Regions from separate parts of the Mus musculus genome. Here region 1 is linked to region 2. Evidence: chromatin contacts called from public Hi-C data. All regions are on one chromosome and are shown on one strand. The core of a region is the stretch at or near the end of the contact, and the rest is flanking DNA. Distances in the headings are between cores, read along the strand shown.

Region 1 (6,300 bases), core at 401-2,900, 200 kb after region 2:
ACTAGCTCAGAAGAACAGCAGGAGTCTGGGGATCTTAAAAGGCCCCAGGCAAGGATGGAAGGATACAAAGAAAGAACACGTGTAGCCTAGGGCTGGATGGGCAGTGGAGACCCGGGTGAGACAAGTCTGCAGAGCTTGGAGGTTGAAGCACCTGGCCCTGGAGCTGCCTATCTTATTTGCGTATTTGCAACCTTGGAAGGGAACAGGGAGGGAGTTAGAGAGCAGCAGATCCAGAAGGGAAACAGAGCAGAAAACATTTACAAGTTCAAAATCAGACCCAAGTGGAACACTGAAAAGAGCTTAAGGTGGGGAGAGCAAGACCCAGCCACAGTGTGGTGACAAAGCAGGGGCACAGTTACGCTGCAGGGAGAATAGCACCCCTGAGATGTTACAGGAGATGCTCAAAACGCAGGGGGTCCTTCAGGGTCCTGGGAACGAACGGATGGCGCAGTAGATACACAACGATGTCAAGGGGCAGAGGGTGAGAGAGGGGAGGTGAATGTGTCCCCACGCTTTTTTCTCTTGAGGTGGTGTAGACAGAGGTGCTGAGAAATACATCAGGGGTTTGATGTTATCCTGGGAGCAGCAATATGGCTTAGTGGGTAAAGGGACCTGCAACCAAGCTTGATGACCTGAGTTCAAACCTCAGACCTCCATGGTGAAAGGAGAGAACTGACTCCCAAAGTGGTCTTCTGACCCCATGGTGCACGTACACAAAATAAATATGAGTCTGTTTTAGTATATTCATCCTAAATATACTTATATATTTTCATATATTCATCCTACCAGGAAAGAATTGGAAGTTTAAACAAGGTCAAGGTGCAGCATTGAGCATCCTCAGGAGTGCATCACGGTGGGTGGGGTGTAGCCCGAGAGCAAGCACATGAGAAAATGGCTGTCATGACACCTGCATGCAGCAGGGTTAGTGCCTGGGCCAGCATCTGGGGTGGTGGTGGCTGAGCCCTCAGCTTCCTGACTGAGACAGAAATAGCAGCTCTCTTGCAAGCTGGTTCCATGGAAGGAAGGGGCGAGGAGGAAGGACTTACCAGTAACACAAACTAGAGAGCTTTGCTCTGTGACAAACGTAAGCCCTCACAGTCTACAAGGGCAGGGGATGGAAGGCCCTTACCAACGTGAACGCTTCTGATACTCCACCCCTTCTGCCAAGCTGTACCGTTTACCGTTTATGCTCCCCAGAAAATGGGAAGATAGAACTAAAAAGCAGGGAGATTCGGCATAAGCAAGGCTACATAGCTCTTAGCCACTAACTCCAACCTCATGAAGCTGGAGCAGGAGAATGACCACAAGCCTAAGCTAGCCTCAAAAGCAAGCCTGCAAATAAACACACACACGCACACACACACACACACACACACAACACACATACTCCACGGTTTCACATAAGCAAGCTGGTCCCATTTTGCTATGCAAATGAGGATGACCTTAAAACTCCGCCCCTCCTGCCTCAAGCTCCAGAGTTCTGGGATTGCAGGTGTGAGTCGCCACACCTGTGCTGCACTCTTGCCGTTGTTCACTCTGTCTCCCTAGGCATCAGCGTCATTTACTCCTCTGTCCACTCTGGTCCTCATAGGGTGGCCTCTCAGTCAGTGGGAGGGGCCAGGGCTGGGCTGGTGTGCTGTTCTAGGAGGGAAGGAAGCTCTGATGTGCGGTGCTCATGGTGTGCAGGCACGCATGGTTTGAATGCTCCCAAATGGCTGGTTTCCAGTGGCTCCCAGCAGGACGCCACTGGAGAGAGCTGGGGAGCCACAGTCCCAGGGGTGACTCTACCTGCTACCACACATGGCAGTAAAGACACTTGTCTGTGCTAAACAGCATCCTTCAAGATAGAAGACAGAAAACACACTTAGTCCAGGCCAGTGGTTCTCAACCTTCCTAAGCCTATGACCCTTTAATACAGTAGTTCCTCGTGCTGTGGTGACCCCCAAACCATATAATTATTCTTGTTGCTACTCCATAACTGTAGCTTTGCTATAACCCCTGTAAAAGGCTCCTTTAACCTGCCCCCTCGAGGGTGGCAACCCACAGGTAGAGAACCACTGGTCTAGGCCAACCCCGGCCTCTCCGGAGCCAGTGAGTCCTATCCAAGCCCTTTGGTGTCAGAGCAGCCAAGAAGGGAGGATGGAGAGGTGGATGCTGTGGAGGCCTTCCTGAGTGGGGACTGCTGTGGAGGCCTTCCCGGCAATCCTTACAACTTCCAGAGGCAACCTCAACTTCAGCAGGCCCAAGAGTAGATCCCACTCAGAGATGTTGGGAACAGTGGCTGATTGCTGGCTCAGGTGACAAGCCATGAGGAGGACAGGAGCACCCCAGGGAGAATGGAGACAGCAGAAGCCAATGTCTCCCAAGCATGAGGGAAGCAGCCTCACCATGGCTGAAGGGAGGAGCTGGTTGACAGAGCGCAGGAGGTAAAGTCCTGGGGAGCTTGGGGTAGCTCCTCCTGGCCACTCCCTCTTCACCCTGTACAAGCTCTGGTTCTCCTCATTGAACCCTGGAGCCATTGGCAAGAAGAAAGAAAGTGCAGGGCCTGGGAGCAGTTTGCATCTCCATCACCTCTCCATGATGGGCAGTGGGCTCATCTCCCTACAAGCTGAGCAGGGATGTTGGGAAGCAGGACTCAGGGTGCTGTAGCCCTTGCCTCCCCTGTCCTGGAGTCAGCTCCTCCAGAGGACCATGCAGAGGACTGTGTAGAGGACCATGCAGAGGACTGTGCAGAGGACTGTGCAGAGGACTGTGCAGAGGACTGTGTAGAGGACCGTGCAGAGGACTGTGCCTGGACTGAAGCCACATGGTGTCTCCAAGCATCGCTTCCCACGCAGTCTGTGCAGAAAACCTGCTTCTCCCTGCTGCCAACAGAGCTCATTGCTTCAGTGACTGGCAGTGTGGCATCAGGTGAAAAAGAGCAGCTATGAAGCTGTATTTATAGCTGGGTGTGGTACCACACGCCTGGAATCCCAGTTCGAAGGAGGTGGAGGCAAGAAGGACAAGAGTTCAAGGCCAGTCTCGAGTACCTGACGTCCTGTCTCAAAAAATAAAAAGAAAGGGCTGGAGAGATGCCTCAATGATTAAGAGCACTGCTCTTTCAAAAGACCAGGGTTCAAGTCCCAGCACTCACACTGTAACTCACAGCCTTCTACAACTTTAGTCCTAGGAGATCTGAAATCCTCTTCTGGCCCCTGTGAGCACCAAGCACACACACACACACACACACACACACACACACACACATTAAAATGGGAAAAAATACAAAAATGCTCAATTCGTAATGTAACATTGTAGCTGGTCTTTGCTACTTTGTGAGTTCTTCTTTTCCTTTTATCTGACCCCCTGAGCCTCCAGCCAGCTCTTTCCCCTCCCACTGTCATGCTTTCCCTACCATGATGGACTTCTGCTGTTTCTATCAGGTGTCTTGGTCACAGCAACACAAGAGTAATCCAGTCCCCAAAGCTGTGAGCTGTGCAAGGCTTTGGGGAGGCAGGCTTTGGGCAGGCTCGTCCACTGATGGTGAAGACTGATTGCCTCCGGCCTGGAGTCAGACTGAGTTGGATAGAAAAGGCTGGCAGAGCTAAGAGCAATTTAAATTTAGGAAATGAAGCAGTCCCTGTTGGCACACAGATCACACCCTCTGAGACAGGAATTACTGTCACCTTTGTATAAGTGACGACGTGAACTCACTGTCAGTTAGTGAGACAGGACTCGTGTCTTAGTCTCCGCCGATGTTTCCTCTGACTAGGAGGTTTTATTTCATTCTTTGCTTTTAATTGTGTGTGGCTTTTTCAGTTGGTCCAGCCTATTAAAGGGTATACTTGAGTTATACTCTGAATTCTCATTGTGGCCCCCAGTATAAGGGACATGGGAGCAGGCATCTCTGAACCCTGATGACTAGCCTGACAGGTACCTTGCTCAAGCTTACACTGAGGCTAGGTAACCTCCAGGCTGAAGGCAGCTGCATCTGGGGCGATGCTTCATAACCCAGCTCCCTTGTGCCAAGCCGGGACCAGAAGAGACTCACTAGAAGAGACCCCAAGTCAGTGCAAATGACTCCAAAATGCCTCCCCTTAGGACTGAGGAGGGGGCTTGTACAGTTTGGGACATTTACCCTGGGTCAGTTATGATGTAGGGGGGGAAGCATGAAGAAGTCTCAGAACCAATTGAAAGTCACAGTAGCTGGGTTAAAGGATGATGGTTCTCTGCTGACTCAAGGTTCCAAGTTCAAATCCCCAGCCTTCATGAACATACCAGGTGCCCATGGGATTCCATCTGTAACTTCAGAACTCAGAAGGCAGAGAGAGGCTGTGGATGCCCAGAGCAGGCTGGCTAGTCAGACTAACCCAGTCAGCAAGCTCTGAGTTCACGTCAGAGGCCTTGCTCCAATGAACAAGGTCGAAAGTGATCAAGGGAGACCTTTATCACAACTTCAAACACACACTCATATTGAAAGGAAATAAAACTTGAGACATGTGATTCATGTAATTTATGTCAAATAGCCCAAAGAGTTGTTTGTGAGCTTTGAAACCTGGGGCTGAGAACATAGCAGAACAGGCCAGGACATGCCCGGGCAGGCCCGTCGTCATATGTCCTGACTGTCCTAGTGCCTCCCTATCTCCCGCCCTTCTGACTGTTGATGTTTAAATGGACCAATCATGTGAAACCGCGCCAATTCCTCCCCCAGCCCCACCCCTTTTCTATAAAAGTCCCTAGTTTCCAAGCCTCAGGGTCGAAACCACTGTCTCCTGTGTGAGATACATTTTGAACCAGAGCTCCGCCATTATGGCTCCACCATGTGGTCGACACCTCTGTCTCCTGTGGGAGATGCGTGTCGGCCCAGAGCTCCGTCATTAAACTACCTCATGCTTTTACATCAAGATGGTTGTCTGTTCGTGATTCTTGGGTGCGCGGCGAACAGAAATTGAGTGGGGGTTTCCCCACTAGGTTCTTTCAATATGAACACACACAAACTCACTCATATGAACACACACACCCTATACACATACACACTCATATGAACACATACACCTTACACATATATTATGTAAAAGATAATCAATGAGTTAAATAAAGGGGAGGAGCGTAACTGAGCAAGACACCTGACATCTCCTCTGGCACAGGGAGAAAGACTCAGGTCTAAATCTTATCCACAAGTCAGCATGAGGAGGCATTTTGGGGTACCGTGGAGTGAAAACCTACCTTCCCAGGCCTCATTCCCTCCTCTGTGAGATCAGGTGCCTAAAGTACGTGTCCAGTGCCTGCTGGCGCTCCTTTGCCTCCAACAGACCATCCAGGGACACAGGAGTTGCTCTGACTCCAAGCCATACCGTGAATGTCCACTTTCTCTCCGGCGGTCCGACTCAGGCTGTTGTCCCTGTAGCACAGGCTCATCAGAATCCCCAGGCTCCGTGATGGCAAAGGCAGCCTGGACGGTGCTCTGAGGAACGAACGGTGCTGCTGAGACTGGAGCGATGACTGAGAGGGTAAGAGTGCTTGCTGCTTAGTTTGGTTCCCACCCAGCACACACATTACTATGACTTCAGTTCCAAGAGATCCAGTACCCTGTTCTGGTCACAAACACCCACATATATATGTGTAAGTAAAAATAATTCTTAAAAAGCAAATAGCCAGGTGTGGTGGCGCACACCTTTAGCACTCGGGAGGCAGAGGCAGGTGGATTTCTGAGTTTGAGGCCAGCCTGGTCTACAGAGTGAGTTCCAGGACAGCCAGGGCTACACAGAGAAACCCTGTCTCGAAACCCCCACCCATAAAAAAGGAAATAAGGATATTGTCTTCTTGTAGGTATAACACAAAACCACAAAGTGGGTAAGTTTTAAACTATAGAAGATGTTTGCTTCATAGTTCTGGACACTGGAAGTCCAAGATCAAGGGGCCTTATCTTCTAAAGCAGTCTGGCCAAATCATCACAGCTGAGAGGCAAACACTAGGCAGACGAAAGGAAATTAGACAGAACTCATTTTCTTGGGAAGCGCACTCCTGTGACAACAAACCACCCTGTCAATCATCAGTTGCATCCTTAATCCCACCTGGAAGGCAGAGCCCTCCAGCCCAATCACCTGTAAAAATCCCATGCCTCTATTTTATTAGTTTATTAATCATTTTACATGTATGGGTGTTTGCCACAGTTGTGGCCAGAGCCACAGGAGCCAAAAGAGGGCATTGGATCCCTAGAACTGGAGTTACAGAGGGTTCTAGGAGGCCATCCGGGTGTCCCAAACAGCTGAAGCATCACCCCAGCCCCTCATCTGATTTTTGAGATGGAAGTCTCACTAT
Region 2 (6,260 bases), core at 2,225-4,724:
GAAGGGCTCTTCTCCCTCGGAAAGGCTGGGAAGCTACACACGTGGCCACAGTGCTCTGTTGAGACAAAGTTGAGAGTGCAGCTTCCTCTCCCCACCTCTCTGGTGGGAAGGTTCCCTAGTGCAGAGCATCCCCCTGGACTTGCTTCTTCAGCCCATCATGGTGAGTGCCCTGTGCCACCTTCAGGTTCTCACCTGCAGGGCTTGGGCCATGGGTTGTGCAGGGCAGGCCTTAACCCTGAAACCATCAAATCTCGGGCTGTTTCCTCTTCCCTCTTCCTCCTCTCCACCCCACTGTTCCGCCTCCAAGACAAGCAGACATAAAAATGGGGGTCCCCCTCCCCCACTGCCCCCTGGTCCCTCCCTTGCCCGCCTGTGGCTCTTCCCTGGGTGTTGATGTCGGTTGTCTCCTGTCTCTCCCCCTCCTCGGGCTGGGCAGGTGACCATCTCGGTGGACGGGATCCTGACCACCACAGGCTACACGCAGGAGGATTACACCATGCTGGGCTCTGATGACTTCTTCTACATTGGGGGCAGCCCCAACACAGCCGACCTGCCTGGCTCACCTGTCAGCAACAACTTCATGGGCTGCCTCAAGGACGTGAGTAGGGCTGTGGTTGGCCAGCCTGCCCTGTGATTTAGTCTGCCCTGGCCTCTGTCCCTTGTGAGTCTCTGGTGGGATGTGACTCTTCTTTAAAGCCTGAAGCTATTGACTCACGTGGAGGGGAGTCACCCCTTTCTGTTTCTTTGGCCTTGAAACTCCCTCTCCTCGGAGGCTTTTCAGAGCTGAGGTCCACAGGGAAGGCTGCAGGCCAAAGCACGTGTCTTCACGTGTCTTCAAATGTCTGTCTTCAGGCACATGTCTTTCCCTCACTGGCTCTGTTGGCCAAGTCATTCCACCTCGTGGGTTGTCTGATGTGTAGATGAAGGGTGGTTTCCTATGTCAGTCTCTGTACAGAACATAGACAGGAGTTAACCCATTAGAAGAGAGCAGGCAGGTCAGGGACATCAGCGGACAGACGCCTGCCCAGCACACATGCCCCCATGGGTTCTATCAGCACACTACAACTGAGCGTGGTAGTGCACACATGCGATCTCAGTGTGTGGGAGGTGGAGGCAGGCAGACAAACTCAAGGTCGTCCTTAGCTATTCAGTGAGTTTGAAGCTATCCTAAGCTTCCTGAGACTCAGACTCAGGAAATAGTGACGGTAGCAACAGTGGCCCGCCTTTTTGTCATTGTGAATGACAGTTGAGCTGGACCCAGGAGCCCACAGAAGGAGCTTCCTGGCCAGTGTGGGGCTGGAAGACCGGAGAGAGGCAGCGAGGGGACTGTATAGCTTGAGAACAGAGGCCTGAGCCCTATGGGCTGATGGTGCTGAGCTTGGGACTGCTGGGATGGGTGGGTGTCGATGGACCATGGTAGCCAGGGAGGGAGACCCTTGGTAGTCAGACCCAAGGCTGCTTCCGCTTCCTTACCCAGACCCCTCTCCTCCATACAGGTGGTCTACAAGAATAATGACTTCAAGCTGGAGCTGTCCCGACTGGCTAAGGAAGGGGACCCGAAGATGAAGCTGCAGGGGGATTTGTCTTTCCGTTGTGAGGATGTGGCTGCCTTGGACCCTGTGACCTTTGAGAGTCCTGAGGCCTTTGTCGCACTGCCCCGCTGGAGCGCCAAGCGCACTGGTTCCATCTCCCTGGACTTCAGAACCACTGAGCCCAATGGGTTGTTGCTCTTCAGCCAGGGCCGGCGGGCTGGGGCCGGGGTAGGCAGTCACAGTTCTACCCAGAGGGCCGACTACTTTGCCATGGAGCTGTTGGATGGCTACCTCTACCTTCTGCTGGACATGGGCTCCGGGGGCATCAAGCTGCGGGCGTCTAGCCGCAAGGTCAATGATGGTGAATGGTGCCACGTGGACTTCCAGAGGGACGGGCGCAAAGGTCAGGAGGCCTCTGGACCTTCCCTTCCCCTGGCCACTCTTTTCTGCCTGCCCACCCTCTAGAGCTTTCACCCCCTGCTCCTAGTCTCCTCTCCCAGTTTTCCCTTGGCCCCTCTGTCATGGAGCTTGGAGAGCTGGCAGAAGGCGCAGGGACCTGGATTCATACTCTACTCCTCCTTATTTGTGACAGGAACAGTCACGCAAGGTCACTGTGGATGGGAGAGAGCAAGACTAGAAACACTGACATCACACCTAATGTAGAGATGTCGCAAAGCCAGGAGCGGTGGCTCATGCCTGCAATCCCAGCATCCGGGAGGCAAAGGCAGGAGGAGCACCATAAATCTGAGGGCATTTTGGACTATGCAGTGAGGTCCAGACCAGCTGGGGCGGCATAGTGAGGAGACATCGTCTCAAAACAAAGCAAAGTGGTTCTCCAGCCACCGATCCCTTCTATCCAGAGTCATGTTTCTTTCACTTAACAGGAAGCAGCTATCCCTCACTGTCTGGAAGGACTGCTCCTAGGACCCCCAAAGACACCAAAACCCACGGTGCTCAAGTTCCTCATAAAAGACGGTGCCGTGTTGTGTATCACCTGTACACATCCTCCTGGATAACTTGTTATCCCTAGGGTCCTCAAAATGCCTAATGGAACGTAGATGCTGGGACTGGGGCTAGCACAATGCCTAGGCTCCAGGCAAGGTGGGGCTCTCCTGTAATCCCAGTACTAGGGAGGTAGAGGCAGGAAGATCAAGAGTTCAAGGTCACATCCGGGTACATACAGGATTTGAGGCTAGCTTTGGCGAGAGAGAGAGAGAGAGAGAGAGAGAGAGAGAGAGAGAGAGAGAGAGAGAGAGAGAGAGAGAGAAAGAGAAAGAGAGAGAGAAACATAAGGCTATATAATAGTTACATTGTAGTTTTATGGTGGTCGCTATTAAATTGGTTGGTGAATAAGGACCAGCAGTATCTGTATGTGTTTAGTACAGACAGTTCGTTCCTTAAGTATCTCCATCCACGTTTGTTGGCTGAATGCGGAGCCAGAGTACACAGAAGCTGCCTGGTTTTCTGAGCGCTAGCTGTGGACTGACAGACCGCCCACCTCGTTCTGGCCACCACAGATGCAGTGAATAGGTCACCACCTGCCTGGCCATGAGGGTTCCAAATCGAGAGAACAGCTGGCGGGCTGTAACTAGCCAGTCCTCACCCTGTGTAGCTCCCAGGGTCGGCTGACATCGGATGAATTCAGAGTGGCTATGCGCGACTTTTTAGAACTTCTGTTGCTCTGGCCACTGCCTCCTCCTCCTTCCCTTTCGGCCTCCCGCTCTCAGGCTCTTGTTTTCCGCCTGCTAATTCCTGTGTGCTTGCCTCCATCTTGTTGAACCCAAGAAAGAGAATTGATACAAATGAGGCCTGACACATTATCCAATTTAAGTGCTTATCAACGTCAACTAAATTTTCTCATTCCAGCAGCCATCACCACTGCTGGCCTGCGAGTCAGCAGTGACCTCCTCTGCTCACTGCCTGGGAGGAGGGGACTGCCAGGCACCCAGAAGTGAGGCCATGCCATCATTTCCTCCCCCTACCCCCACCGCTCTCCCTTCCCCCCACTGCCCAGAGAGCCAGAGAAAACCATGAGAAAGGACTTTAGCTCTTGGCTCTGCCTCGTGACAGCACTGTGGGTCTTTGCTGACAGTCTCTAGGGTTCCTCACAGGTGGTCAGCGACCCATCCAGGAACTTGGGGTAGCTGTTTCAACCTTCCCTTGTTTTTCCTGCATCCCCACACCCCAGTGCTGACAACTGAAGCCTGCTCCTGCTGAGCCCCACCCCAGATTCCTTCTTCCTGTTTTTGTAATTTTTCAGTTGTGTTTTATATGTTGCTCTTGTGCCAGGCATATGTGTGGAGGTCCGAGGGCATTCTGGGAGCTGGTTCTGGCCTTCCACTTTTTGAGAAAGGATCTTTCTTGTTTCTGCTGCTTCCCTCTGTAGCCTGGGCTAGCTGGCTTCTTGGCGATTGCCTGTCTCCATCTCTCATCTGACCATAGGGAGACTGGGGTCTTGGCCCCACGCTGCACGTCTTCTTTTCTGTGGGTTCAGGGGATACAGCTTGGGTTCTCTACCTTGCATAGCCAGCACCTTGCACACTGGCCTGACTCTGGGGTCCTCCCACATTGCCTTGCTTTTGTTTCTTTTTGAAACTGTGGCAAATCGCACGTCACACACATTTCTAGTCTTCGTCATTACTCATGATTAGGGCTCTGACTACACTCAAGTCTCTGCACAGCCCTCACCAACGTCCAGGTGCAGTTTCCCCATCTTCCCACACTGAAGTCTCTGTTAAACATAAGCTCTCCTCTCCCTGTCCCCAGCCTCTGGCCACCATCTCTGTTTGAACTACTCTGGGACTTTAGATGAGTGACGACACACAGTACTACTTCATGTGTTCGCGTACATGCTTGCGTGTGTGTGGAGGCACACATATGTGGGTGCACACATGCATGTGCAGATCCAAGGCTGATGGCAGAAACCAGCCACTCCGTTCACTGAAGTAAGGTCTCTCAATCAAACCCAGAGCTCACAGATTTGGCCAGCCAGCTTGCTAGGGGATCTCTCTCTCTCTTTTCCTGTTAAACATTTAAACATTTTTTTATTAGATATTTATTTACATTTCAAATGTTAAACCTTTTCCTGGTTTCCCCTCCGAAAAACCTTCCTCCATTCTCTCCCCTAGGGGATCTCTTGTCTCTGCCTTCTAAGGTTGATATTATAGGTGGGCCAGCACACCCACCTGGCATTTCTGTGGTTTCTGGGGATTTGAACTCTGAGCTTCATACTTAAGCAGCAAACATATTAACCACGAACCATCTCCCCAGCTTCTCCTTTTCCTCCCTCCCCTCTCCCTCCCCCTCCCTTTCTTCTTTCCACTCAACACAGAGTCTCACACATAGTCCAGTCTAACTTTGGAATAACTTTGGAGTGGAGATCCTGTTGTCTTGGCCTTCCAGAGGATTAGGGTAACAGGCATGCGCCACTATATCCTATCTGTATATTTGACTTCTTTATTTTAATGACTTATTTGTTTTACTTTGCATGCATTGGTATTTTGCCTGCACATATATCTTAGGGTGTCGGATCCCCTGAACCTGGAGTTACAGACAATTGTGAGCTGTCATGTGGGTGCTAGGAATTGACAGAAGTCCCCTGGAAGAGGAGCCAGTTCTTTTAACTGCCGAGCCATCTCTCCAGCCCCTATATTTGTCTTCTTATGCCTGGCTGTTTCAGTGAGTAGAGTGTCTTTCAAGGTTCATCTGTGTTGTAGTGTGAGTCAGAACTCCCTTCCTCTCAATGCTGAATAACAGTGCCATGCCCACATCTTGTTTACCTTTTCTTCTGTCAAGGAATGAGTCAGGTGGCTCCTATTCCATACTGGGGAGCGACTCTGGAGCAGGGGTCAGAGTTCCTTTCAGTTCCTTCCTTCTTCCTCTCAGCACTCAGCTCGTGCTGACTCCTGTTCCAGCCAAAAGACGGGTCACGGCAGGCTCTGGGGACTCTGGCCATAAACAGTGAGATAGGCCATCACAGGGGCCACTTTTGGGATCCTGTTAGGAGAGGGACCCAGCAGCAGGACCCTGAGGAAGGTGATGCCTTGTCATGAGAGAACAGGTTTGGGGCCACGGTATTGAAGGGACCCTAGGGCTGGTGGCATGGCTCAGCAGGTAAAGGCTCTTAGTGGTCAGGCCTGATGACTCTGACTCTGACTCTCTCTCTCTCTCTCTCTCTCTCTCTCTCTCTCTCTCTCTCTCTCGTGTGCACGCACGCGCATGGAAACAGCTCAGTATGCTCTGAGGATGAGAGTTCGGTTACCAGCACCCACATCTGGAGGCTTACAAACACCTGTAATTTCAGATCCAGGGATCAAACTCCTTTTGCCTTTATAGGCATGTACATACACATGCACATAGTAAATAATAAAACAATAATTTAAACAACAACTTGGAGTTGCGGATGACCTACGCAACATGGTGGCTCACATCCCTACATACATGCAGGCACACGCACATATACACATAATTAAAAATAAAGTATATTTAAACAAACAAACATAAAACAGTGAGCCGGGTGTGGTGGCGCACGCCTTTAATGCCAGCACTCAGGAGGCAGAGGCAGGCAGATTTCTGAGTTCAAGGCCAGCTTGGTCTACAAAGTGAGTTCCAGGACAGCCAGGGCTACACAGAGAAACCCTGTCTCAAAAAACCAAACCAAACCAAAACCAAAACCAAAAAAACAAAACAAAAAAAAAAAAACAAAAACAAAAACATAAAACATAAAAC

The links. Hi-C and Micro-C count contacts between places; a contact is called where the count stands out from the background.
Region 1: a contact with region 2 is called in a Hi-C map of bone marrow-derived macrophages, with 23 read pairs. A contact is called at or near these places in 4 of 39 promoter capture datasets (the C10 cell line, the HPC-7 cell line, cranial neural crest and 1 more), 54 of 484 Hi-C or Micro-C datasets (the 63-12 cell line, the AML12 cell line, CD4 T cells and 39 more), 20 of 130 datasets of targeted methods (CD8 T cells, the HPC-7 cell line, the NIH/3T3 cell line and 12 more) and 2 of 9 other capture datasets (adipose tissue and pancreatic islet).

Annotation. Positions count from the first base shown.
Region 1 is chr19:6,669,066-6,675,365 of GRCm38.p6, forward strand. No RefSeq gene overlaps it. Among named protein-coding and RNA genes, the nearest start is that of Gm32245, 110 kb to the left of the region's middle.
Region 2 is chr19:6,471,822-6,478,081 of GRCm38.p6, forward strand. It overlaps Nrxn2 (neurexin II), which reads left to right. Exons shown (of 23, transcript NM_001205234.2): 8 at 437-598; 9 at 1,497-1,935. Among named protein-coding and RNA genes, the nearest start is that of Gm52381, 22 kb to the right of the region's middle.